2 separate regions of the Sus scrofa genome follow, and region 1 is linked to region 2. The links are chromatin contacts, called in public Hi-C maps. All regions are on one chromosome and are shown on one strand. Each heading gives the region's core, a stretch centred on a gene start, on an enhancer-like site or on the middle of the called end of the contact. The rest is flanking DNA. Distances are from core to core; before and after follow the strand shown. Region 1 holds the start of ZNF444 (zinc finger protein 444). Region 2 holds the start of PPP1R12C (protein phosphatase 1 regulatory subunit 12C).

Region 1 (2,821 bases), core at 231-2,730, 1.1 Mb after region 2:
TAACCCACTGAGCTAGGTCAGGAATCGAACTCGCAACCTCATGGATCCCGGTGGGTTAGTTACTGCTGAACCACGAAGGGAACTCCTTGGGCTTGTTTTTATTAGTGACTCAGCTGTAGGTAAAAAAGAGCTAATGTTTATTGACCGACTCCTTACTCTCTGCCAAGCAGTGTTCTAAGTGCTTTGCATGTATTCACTCATGAATCCCCACCCTGGAAGAGGGTGATGGAAAAAGAAAATCAAAGGCGACCCTTCCATGTTTGGGGTGGGCATTTGTATGGATGATGGGTTTATCATCTAACATGGTAGAAAACTGGGGGAAAAGCAAGATTCTTTGCTGGGGGGAGGGGCAAAAATTCTCTTCTGCCCACCTTATGGTTTGAGATGCCTGTTCAAAAATCCAAGTGGAGACGTCAAGTGGGCAATCGGATGTGAGTGGGAACAAGAACATCGTGTTCCTGGAGCAGCAAAGATTCCGGTGTGGCTGGAACACATTGGGCAGGAGAGGCAAGGTGGGCAGAGAGGTGGGCCAGGGTAGGTTGGGTGACAATGAGGGGGTTGGCTTTCACCCAGTCTCGGACAGGAGGTTCTGACTCAGCCACTGACCACTTGTGAAACCAGGGGAAAAGTTCTTGTCCAGCTAATGAATGCTTGTGATGTGCCAGCCACCGTCACACCCTGTCTGCACATCAGTCCAGAAGGTGGGGGCGGGGGAGTCTCCTTCTCACCCTGCCCCGAGGAGACGAGGTGGGGAGGAGGCAATCACAGCCTTAGGTCCAAGCGGCTCCTGTTGTCCTCAGGCCTGGAACTGTCTGTGCATCGAACTGTAACTCATCTTTTCTGAGTTCCTGCCCTTGCTGGGACGTGCAGATTGAGACCCTGACCTACGAGGGTGCGTCGGGGACGTGCAGGCAGCACCCTTCCGACTCACACGGGGGAAACGGAGGCCAGAAACCGCCTGCCATTCTCCCAAGGGATGAGCAAGGTGCCTGGGTCCGCCCTCGAACCACACACTCCCCTCCAGCCGGCTGCAGCCTCACACCGCGATCCGGCTTCTTTCTCCCACCTCACTCACTTGTTCTGCCCGGATGGGGGAGGGGTGAAACCTGACCCGTTGTCAAGGAGACGCACCCTGTAGGCCCAGATTGGTGCAGAACTCTGGCCTGGGCCCCTCCTCCTCGCCCTCCCGCTCCTCGGGCCTGGGGGCCCTCATTTCCCGAGGGCCTGCCGCTCCGCGCCTCCTTCGGTCTCCATGGAAACGCCGCCACAGCTCCTCCCCCTCTCCGCCCACCGGCTGCTCATCCTGGCACGTTTGCGCATGCCTGGGGCCCAGGCCCCGGCCAATGGGAAGGCCCCGGCCAATGGGAAGGCCCCAGTGCGTTCTGGGTAATGTAGTCCAAAAAACCCTGGAGCGGTAAGAGAGGCCATGTTTGCGAGGGCCAATAGGTCGCTGGGAGGGCTTCGGTGCATCTTGGGAAATGTAGTTCTGGTGCTTGTGGAGCCATTCGGAGATGGGCGTGAGTGGGTCGCCACGGCGAGAGCCAATAGAAAGCCACCGTTGTTGCGATCCTTCCTGGGAGATGTAGTTCTAGGTGAGGCCGGCGGGGCCGTTGAGGGGAACAGATCCCTGGGTCTCTGGGAGTGTTGAGGGGAGGGGGACGGATGAGTTTGGCGCAAAGCCTGCCGGGGCATGGAGTTCTGATGAGCTCTGTGCGCATGTGCGAGGAGGCGAGGGGGTTTGGGGGGCCTCGCCCGGGAGAGTAAGGTGAGCGAGGGAGGAAAGGAGGGAGGGATCGGAGGGGGGCAGTTGGGCGAGCTTTGGGGAGAAGGGGTCCGGAGGAGGGAGGGACGGGAGAGTTGGCGGGAGGGAATAAGAAGGGGGCCGGGATGAAGGGGGAGGGGGAGGGAAGCGCGGACGGGAGGGGGAGGGCCCGGAAGGAGGAGGGGGTGTGGGCCCCGGAGGCGGAGAACGCCGGGGAGAGTTGGAAACTGAGGGAGGGGGCGGGGGAGGGCCGAGGGGGGTGGGCTGGGCCCTGCGATGGAGTCTGGGGGCGCAGGACCAAGCCGGTCAGAGAGGTTTGCGGAAAGGGGCTCGGGGCGGGGCGGGGCGGGGGGGGTGGTCCTCACGCGGGCGGGGTGCAGGTGGCTCCCCTCGTGCGTGTCCGTACAAGTTCGGTCGCACTTTCATGGAGTTGTGAGATTCCTGCGGATGAGACGAATTGCCTTGTTTCTGTCTCGATGGAGCTCCCCCCCCCCCCCCCCCCGCCTAGCTTGTTGCAAGGGATTAGGTTCGTGGGCGTGCAGCTCTTCAAGGCTGTGTTTGCTCTTGTTATCATCTGAAGCTGCCCTCCTCCCTGTCAGCCCCAGTCACCCAGTTTTATTTCCTGGTTTAACCCTTATTCCAGCTCGAACTTCGGTGTAATGCAGGTGTTTTTGTTTATGGCGGTATCCCCAGCACCTCACAAAGTAACAGTAACAGGAAAGGTTCGCTCCGGTTGGGGGCTTGGTTAGCACAGCCGAGTGTTGTTCTCAGCATCTTTGTTTTCCCCACATCTTGAATTCTTACCGCGACTCTTGGGTTAGTAGGACTCCTCTTCCCATTTTACACCCCGGGCAGGGCAACTCTGTGTGAAAGGCGTCGTACCTTGTTCAAGGACGAAGAGCTGGGAGGTGGCAGAACTGGGATTTGCTCCAGAGCCCTTTGCCCTGAGTAAATATTTGTCCATTGGGCCGGTGGCTCTCAACCAGGGGCGACTGTGCCACCCCCCCATCCCCAAGGGGACTTGTAGCGCTGTCTGGAGTCACAGTTGCGGAGATACTG
Region 2 (2,752 bases), core at 159-2,658:
GGCGGTGCACTCTGAAGGAGGGAGAAGCTGCCCAAAGCCACAGGAGGGCATCCAGGCAGAGAGAGCAAGATGACCCGAGGACAGACAGGTGGCCCAGAACCAGAAAGAGGAGGGTGCTCTGAGTGTGCCCAGAAAAAAGGGTAACGCTGCAGGCCCACACAAAGCAAGAGGACAGAGTGAAAGAGAAGTGTGTGGAGAAAGAGAAACATCCCCAAGAGAGAGCCTACAGTGCAAGGCCAGAGGTGGCACAGAGGGAGAATGAGGAGGGCACGCAGGTGAAGGGGGCAGGAGAGAGAGCAGGAGGTGAGCCAGGCGAGGGAAGCATCCACTTGAGGAGCAGAGCGCCTTGAGGGCGATGGCTCAGGAAAGAGCACCCTTACATGGCAACAGATGGCAGAGACCAAGGATGAAGAGCAGAAACCTGAAGGAAAGGGCATGGAAGGCTCGGGGGCTGGCCGAAGAAACGGCCCAGGCCAGAGAGCGGGAAAAGAAGCAGCACAGGCCCAGAAGAGAGGAGGAGGACGCTCAGGGAAAGTGGTACCTGCCTGGACTAGGGGAAACAGTGGGTACCGGTGAAGCTGGGAGAAGTGGCGGACTCGAGAAAGTGGGGCAGCATTCGATGGCAGAGTAGAGGTGGCACGGGCCAGGCTGGTTAAGAGCGCTCAAGGTGGGGAAAGAGCAGGGCGAAAGAGACAAGACGAGGATGGACTGGCCTGAGGCCCTCAGCAGTGGCTCGAGTCCGGAGAGAGGGCAGCGCAGGATGGCAAAAACCAGGCCAGTTCAAGTGGCTCAGGACTGGAAGAGGGGAGCTCCAGGTGGGTGGGATGGGAAAAGGACTCAGCACGGGATGATAAAGGACCGGGGCAGCATCGACGGTGCAGACCACGACTGGCAAGGGTGACTCTGGACTGGGAGGGAGGGTGCTCGAGGCAGCGCAGACCCAGGGCGGATCGGAGCCCGGGCGGGGGCGCTGACCTGGTGCAGGGCGCTGATGCCGTCGGCGTTGGTGGAGTCGAGCACGGCGCGGGCTGGCGGCGGGGCGGAGGGGTCCAGCTCGGCGTCAGGGTCGGGGTCGGCCGCGCGCAGCATCAAGCGCGCCTCGTCCAGGTCGCCACCCGCGCAGGCCGCCAGAAACTCGGCGGCGCGCTCGAAGCGCACGGTACGGGCGCGCCGTTCCCCGGGGCCCGGCTCGGCGCCTGCCCGCGCCCCCCACTGCCGCAACTGCTCCCGCCGCCGCTCACGGGCTGCCGCCGCCGCCGCCCCCGGGCCCGCCCCTGGGCCATCCTCGCCCGACATCGCGCCGCCCGCTCGCCCGCCAGGTAAGAAGCGAGCGAGCGAGCGAGCGAGCGACCAGCTCCGAGGCGTCGCCGACGCCCGCCCTCCTCCGGGCCGCCGGGAATTGCGTCCCGCCCCGCGCCGCCAGAGGATCTACCGGTCCCCGCCCGGCACGTGACGTCACCACGCCGACTCGGGGCCCGCTGGGAAATGGAGTCCACAGGCTGGAGAGGCAACCGGCAACCGCCTGAGGGCGGACCGCGGGGAACTCTGGGAAGTGGAGTCCATAAACGGAAATGGATCTCTGCAATAGTCCCGCCCCGAGGCACACTGGGAAATTCGCAGCTCCGCGGTGTCAAAAGGAAATCTGATTGGCGTGCTGGGAAGTGGAGTCTACAGGCGGGAGGTCGGCCCCAGGGCATGCAGGAAATGCCGTTCGCAGCATCCAGGTGACGAAGGGCTGGCCCCCGGGGACCTACTAGGAAATGGACTCGACAACCCGAAAAGTACAGAAGTTTTCCGTTTTCCCCTTTTTCATGTCATGTACTTTATTTACTTTGGGTTTGTCGCGCCCTTCAACAAGAAATAAGCCCCAGGAAGACCGGGATTTTTGTGTTGTGTGCTTTCCTTGTTCCCAGTACCTAGTAGAACGCGATCGGAAATAGTTTTTTGAATGAATGAATGAATGAGAGAACGGATTCTCTAGGTCGTGGGAAACACCAGGATACTATGGGAAATTGAGTCCGCAACCCTTGGATCATCAAGAAAATTGCAAGCCTTCCTGGGTGACCGCCCAGGGCATGCTGGGAAATTATGTATGCGGTACAAAGGTCATGACAATGGGCCGCTGGTCGCGCTGGGAAATGTAGTCCTAGGCAGAGCCCCCAAACACCCCAAGAAATAAGATTCGAGGGCAAGATAAGTCCAGAGTCCCCGAGTAACCCCTGGATCACATCGGGAAGGGAACCTGCGAGGTAGGATCCACAAATGAAAATGCCCGCAGAGCCTTAAACTGGCCCTCTCTGCCATTGCAATCACCCTGAGGCGTGGAGCACGCTGGGAAGTGTAGGCCGGGCTCTATATCCTCGCAAGCAATGCTGGGATTTGTAGTCCAGATGAGGCGTTCTAGTTGATGTGGCGGGCTAGTACGTAGCACCATAAAGCAAGAAATGAACCTTAGCTTGCGTGTTCGATTCCAGGCCTTGCTCAGTGGATTGAGGATCCGGCGTTGCCGTGAGCTGTGGTGCAGGTCGCAGACGCAGCTCGGACCCTGAGTTGTTATGGCTGTGGGGTAGGCCAGCAGCTCCCATTCAACCCCTAGCCTGGGAACTTACATATGCTGAAGGTGGGGACCTAAAGAGCAAAAGGAAAAGAAAAAAGAAAAAAGAAAACTATCCCCGTCTTAAGTACCTTGCACCTGAATCCTCATTGGGAAAGAGGTACGCACTTTGAGACCCGAACAAAGACCCCTAAAAAT

Evidence for each region. A called contact is a pair of places that touch in the nucleus more often than the background predicts.
Region 1: a Hi-C map of liver shows a contact between it and region 2, with 6 times the contacts expected there. The contact joins the promoter of ZNF444 here to the promoter of PPP1R12C in region 2. A contact is called at or near these places in 1 of 5 promoter capture datasets (liver) and 5 of 47 Hi-C or Micro-C datasets (heart right ventricle, liver, mesenteric adipose tissue and 2 more).

The regions. Positions count from the first base shown.
Region 1 is chr6:60,456,527-60,459,347 of Sscrofa11.1, forward strand. It overlaps ZNF444 (zinc finger protein 444), which reads left to right and starts at 1,481. Exons shown (of 4, transcript XM_021095118.1): 1 at 1,481-1,592. LOC102159166 (a long non-coding RNA gene) reads right to left here. Exons shown (of 3, transcript XR_002344832.1): 1 at 2,567-2,821; 2 at 2,128-2,203; 3 at 1,489-1,573.
Region 2 is chr6:59,345,769-59,348,520 of Sscrofa11.1, forward strand. It overlaps PPP1R12C (protein phosphatase 1 regulatory subunit 12C), which reads right to left and starts at 1,409. Exons shown (of 20, transcript XR_002344812.1): 1 at 976-1,409.